Regions from separate parts of the Mus musculus genome. Here region 1 is linked to region 2. A link is a contact called in public HiChIP or PLAC-seq data. All regions are on one chromosome and are shown on one strand. Each heading gives the region's core, a stretch centred on a gene start, on an enhancer-like site or on the middle of the called end of the contact. The rest is flanking DNA. Distances are from core to core; before and after follow the strand shown. Region 1 has its middle 12 kb from the start of Gm32998. Region 2 has its middle 42 kb from the start of Gm46567.

Region 1 (2,700 bases), core at 178-2,677, 310 kb before region 2:
AGTGTTTTTCTTGGGCACTTTTTATTGGGTTTCAACTGAAAACACAGGATATTGGTATGGACTTTTAGGTTGAATTGCAGTCTACCCCCAGTACTTCCTTGAGGCTACATTTTACCCGACCTCTCTTAAGTCTCACTTGCTTACCCAACACAGAGTTACAGAGTTCTGGAGCTGGAAAGCGCCTTCGGGACCATCGAAAACAATCTAATCCTCCAATCTCACTGTTTGATGAAGAGGTGAAAAACTCAGTTTCAATCATGCGGGACTGATTGGTCGTAGCACTGGTCTCTAAAACCTGTCAATGGATAGTGTGAGCAGGCGCCCAGGTTTACCCGGGAGAGCCCTTGGTCCAGTATATTGCCTGGGTGTAGTTATTGATAATCACTCCTTTGCTTCTCCTAAGGAACAGGTTCGATGATGAGTAGTGTAGCCAGTGCTTGGTAATGCTTTCCGCTGTGTGGGCGCCAGTGTGGAGGAAGGGACAGAGGACATTCTCAGAGTTACACTCACAAGCTCATGAAAGCATCTGTAACTTCTCAAGCATGAGAAAGAAAATAGGTTGTCAGGTCTGAAGGGTCTAGAAATACGCTGCTCAGATGGTACATAAAACCCTCCCTCCAGTGCTGTTTGGCTGACCCAGCCTCCAAGGTGCTTCTCCTTTCTCGGCCTCCTCTCCCCAAACTCATCGGCCAATATCCTACTGCTGTGGTCCTGGAGGCCATTGGGGTCTTGGGTATATTTTCCTTCTGTGGAACGTTCCTTTACCTGCCCCTCCCCCACCAATGTTCCCAGATACTTCCTTTAGAAACATTTGTTCCCTGCCCCCCACCCCCGCTCTGGCCCCCACTCTTTTTGTTGTTGTTGTTGTTTTTCGAGACTGGGTTTCTCTGTATAGCTCTTGCTGTCCTGGAACTCACTTTGTAGACCAGGCTGGCCTCGAACTCAGAAATCTGCCTGCCTCTGCCTCCCAAGTGCTGGGATTAAAGGCATGCGCCACCATGTGGCCCCCACTCTTGATATCCACAGGCGCTCCCTTTGAGCTTGTTGGGGGAGTGTCTCCTGCCTGGACTGTGAGCAGTCTCAGGGGCAGGACAGTCAGTAAGCTCTAAGTACTGAGGTTGGTACAAGCAGAGGGCACAGGTAAATTCATTAAATTCATTCAAGAATGATTTACTGAGGATTACAGTTGGGTCCAAGCACACCACTGTGGGGTCCCAGCTCATGACCACGGAGCTGTTGCCCAGTTCTGCCAAGATAATGTATGGGCCTATGCGCTATATGCTGTTAGGTCTCAAGGCTAATGGCTGAGGTGCCTATTTAACACACCAAAGAGGACCTAGCTGCCGCCTAGTCAGTCCTAGCATTCCTCAGTCCTTACCTGGCAGACCCCACCCTGTCCCCTGAACTTCTCTAGCTCAGGGGCTGGGCTGCCCTTCCCTATATGATCTTGTCATTTCCGTTACCTAGCCCTTCCGTCTACCCTTTCCCCTCCTGGCCTCTCCTCCCTCCTCTCCTGACATGGCTCAGGGCTACACTCCCTCTGAACTCTCCCAGATGTCCCTGCCTGTGGCTATGCTCTCCCTTTTATGTGCAATAAGCTTTCTCCTCCACCATACCTAGAAGGAGTCATGCTTTTCTTCTTTTATCCCACTCCCACCCCCACCCCGTTCATACCCCCATGTTTGTTTCTTTCCTGGAATTTTGCACTCCTTTAGGAGAAAAAAAATAATCAGTCCATTAGTCTTTCCCACAAAGTTTATTTCTGAACTAACAGCATAAATCTCTGATCTATTTTAAAACAAGGAAAGGGAGGTTAAAATAACTTTTTCAAGGCCTCTGGAGTCAGTAGTTATTCCGATTGTTAAGCCCTGTGCCTTGGACCCTCACTAGCTCAACACTGGGGAAGGAGGTGCCCTGGGCACAGCCCAACCTTGTCCTTGCCTTCTTAAGTTCAGGGTCTTCCCCAGCAGTGTTTTTGAAAGGTAGGGCCGTGTTTGTGGCTGAACCAGCAAGGGCTTTTCCTGAAGGCTTCCCAAGGCCGGCATCAGAGCTGACCAGGAGCCATGCTCAGTCTCTTGTGAGGCAGTCTCTGGTTTTGGGTGAATGGTGTGTGAAGTTTCTGAATGGAGATGGAAGACACACACGCTGGGGACCTAGTGAGTCCAGGTCCAGAGGAGCTTGCCCGGTGTTATGGGAAGCAGGAGACAGAGGGAGCTAGGGAACAGGCGTACATGTCAGGGTGGGGTCGGGAGGAAGGAGAGCGGGGGAGGAGAGGAATCTGGGCTCCAGTTGTGGAGAGGGAGGAAAGATTAGAACTTGTATTATTCAGATTACTGCAAACCATTCTCACACTCTCCCCACCCACCGCACCACCCTCACCTCAATTCAGTCATCCTCTAAATGCCAGCCCCAAACCTTGCTTTGGCTTCCTTCATTCAGAGGTTGGGGCCACTTCTCCCTAATTACTCGAGGACTCTCCTCTGGTCTGAGAAGACTGTGGTAAGATGCACACAGAAGGGAAAGGTGATCTTGCCAAGGGAGCTGGTCTTCCCAGGCCAGGCGACTGTGTCCGTCATCTAGGGATCTTGTGCTGTCTCCTCCAATGAACTTCCTCCAGCTCTGAGCAACCGTCTGATTCCACCATAGCCCTTTTAACTAACTCACAGCAAACATGAAGCCATAGAGGGGATAAAGCGTGAC
Region 2 (2,700 bases), core at 73-2,572:
ATGGCAGTCTGGGAAGCTTGGCTTGTAGACAGGGACAGCCTGTCACATACTCCTGTCTCCAGGGTTTGTGAGGCCTCCTTCAATTGCTCCTCCTCTGGGCAGATCACCTTAAAGAGACGAGTCCGGAACAGAGCCGTAGGCAGCTATCTGCATCATGGGAGCCACAGGTCTCCAGGAAAAGAATCCACATTCAGGAAGGCAGATGCCAACGTTTAGGCTTGAACATGTCCTTCATACACATGGGAATCCTAAATCGAAGAGTGAGGTCTCCAAACTGATTTAAACACTTTATCTGAGCCACGTGTGAAGACAGAGATGAGGTCAGGCTGTGACTCCTGTGCCGGACTCGATGAGAAAAGGGGAAGCTCGGTTTGTAAAGGGCAGCAGAGAGCCCATTGCAGATGCTGCAAGACGCCTTCGCTGGTGGGTTCCTCCCACTGAACTTCTGCTATCGGTAGCATGGCGCTGGGGACAGTGATAGCTGGGGCCTTTAAAGATCCTCTCAGAGGGCATAACCTTCCTTCTTCCTTCTGCTTCCTGTCACGGACATGGCCTCGGCATCCAACATCCCTAAGGCGTGTGCTTGGAAAAAAAAAACTGGTCCTTTCTGCTGAGACTGCAGCTGAGTGAGCTGGAAGCCAGGGTCTATTTGTCAAGGCAAAACCCTAGCAAGTAGATTCAGTGTGAGTCCTACCCTCTGGAGGGCATTGCAAATCTCCAAGTCTCAATCCCCGGGGCTGGGAACAGTTTGCAGAGGACAGACATGGCAACCACGGGGCGGTTGCTGAGGGAACCGGCAACCATGACTCCGGGAAGAAGACTAGGAGCTGAGGCCCTTTGACCTGGGGAAGAAAAGGCTTGGGGGTGGGGGGCCCGGAGAGCTGATGGTGCATACCTGAGGGACTGTCATGGCGAGGACCTGGGTTTGCTCCCTGTGACTCTGACTCTTAAATGTGGACTGTGTGGTGTGGGGAGGAGCCTGGAGGCCGGTGGCCTTTCAAAGTTCACACTTTTATTATTTTGTACAACTAGTAGAATAATATTTTTTAAAATGTTAAAAAATATATAGATAAAATCTGAATTTAAAAAAATGTTTAGTGTTTCCTCTTGTCAGAGAAGTCCAAAAGGTAGGTCAGGAGGAGCTCGAGGTGGTGAGTTCCTGTCACTGGAAGAAATTAAGATGGAGACAGGAAGCCACCAGACAAATTGGCTGTGGAGAGGAGCCAGCATGGGAGCTGGGGCTGAGCCTCCAGACTGCACTCGGCCCAGAGTCCTGGATTCTCTCCTCCTGCTGTTGTAATTTAATGAGCTGCTAACACCCACACCTGGCTTCCTATTCAAACAGGCCTAGCTGTGAATGGGGAGGGCCTGCACCACGGGCGACCAGGGTAACAACAGACTCCTCCCGGGGTCTCTGGTATGAGTGGGAAGCTGTGGAAACAGACCTTCTGCAGGCCTGAGGTGGAAGGGGCCTCCTCTGACCTCAGGGGCCACCAACCCCTCCGGAGCAGGAAGGGGAGTGTTTTAGTGTCTTCCCTGGGCCTGAGCTCCAGAGAGCTGGGCAGAGCCCTCAGCTCCCTTGGTCCCCATGCCATCCTCTGAGGGAACACTGAGGCCTTATCAGTATAGTGAGGGCGGCAAGCGCAGCTCTGTAGAGTTGCCCCCAGGAACTGGTTGGTTCCAGCAGAGAGGTTTATTCATCTCATCTGCACTTGCCTGTCTTCTCTCCTCTAAGTGTTGGCATTCCTTCTAGGCTGTGCCCCGCAGTTACCTGGCAACAGCCAGGTATGCCTGACTCACTATAAAAGGGGATACTTGCCCCCTCCTCACTTACTCTCTTCTCTTGCTCTCTTCCCCTCTTCCCCCTAATCCCTTCTCTCCCCCTTCATTCCCCTCCCCCCTCTCCACTTGCTCATGGCTGGCCTCTACTCCTCTACTCTCTCTCTCTCTCTCTCTCTCTCTCTCTCTCAACTCCCCTCCCCAATGCCCTAAATAAATTCTATTCTATACAATACTGTACTATACCTTACAGCTGGTCCCTCAGAGGGAAGGGATGCCTCAGCATGGGCCCGCAGAGGCACCCCCTTCCCCCACGCCATACTGCACCTCCACCAAACATATCTCCGGCTTTTCCTTTTTTATAGAACACAACAATATGCTCCTTTGGGAAATAGCAGCTTCAGAAGGAAGTGGCTTATGTTGTTGGCAGCCGCTCCAGCCACAGGTAGGAATTTCAATTCTGAGATGAAGAACTTAGCATTGGAGAACTGAGAGGGAGGCAGCGGCCGAAGACATCCATAAGAACATGCACGTAGGTTCATGGATGCCCCCGTGTTATGAGACTACAGGAGGTGGGGCTGCCTCAGTGCAGGGGATGGCCTTAGAGAAGAATCCCTGAAAATCCCATCAGAAGAATACTATTGGATCACACTTTGGTTTGTTGTTTGTTTGGTTTTAAACCAGGTCCTGACTGTGTTGCTGAGTGTGGGGCAGGGAGCATGGGGGAATAAAGGGGGAGTGGGAGAAAACCCATGTCCCGCCAGAGTTCCGGTGCTCTGGGCAGGTGGATGCCAAAAGACTGCCGCACGCTTTCCACGCAGCCCCGAGTGGGTATCTGGCTGTGGGAAGCCACTGACCCCAGCTCGGCGGGTAGTGGGGGCTCTGTGGAACGTGACTCGATTTTCCATCCCTTGTAGAGTT

The links. HiChIP or PLAC-seq counts read pairs in DNA pulled down with a chosen protein or histone mark.
Region 1: an H3K27ac HiChIP or PLAC-seq map of embryonic stem cells shows a contact between it and region 2, with 3 times the contacts expected there. The contact joins two enhancer-like sites. A contact is called at or near these places in 1 of 484 Hi-C or Micro-C datasets (bone marrow-derived macrophages), 9 of 115 datasets of contacts at active chromatin or transcription factors (craniofacial prominence, embryonic basal ganglia, embryonic hindbrain and 5 more) and 1 of 9 other capture datasets (embryonic stem cells).

Annotation. Positions count from the first base shown.
Region 1 is chr16:30,080,963-30,083,662 of GRCm38.p6, reverse strand. No RefSeq gene overlaps it. Among named protein-coding and RNA genes, the nearest start is that of Gm32998, 12 kb to the right of the region's middle. Within about 2 kb of position 1,427, at least 30 of the 459 cell types and tissues checked have an H3K27ac peak or open chromatin away from gene starts, as enhancers often do. A contact at or near this core is called in embryonic stem cells, where this site is marked.
Region 2 is chr16:29,770,518-29,773,217 of GRCm38.p6, reverse strand. No RefSeq gene overlaps it. Among named protein-coding and RNA genes, the nearest start is that of Gm46567, 42 kb to the left of the region's middle. Within about 2 kb of position 1,322, at least 58 of the 459 cell types and tissues checked have an H3K27ac peak or open chromatin away from gene starts, as enhancers often do. A contact at or near this core is called in embryonic stem cells, where this site is marked.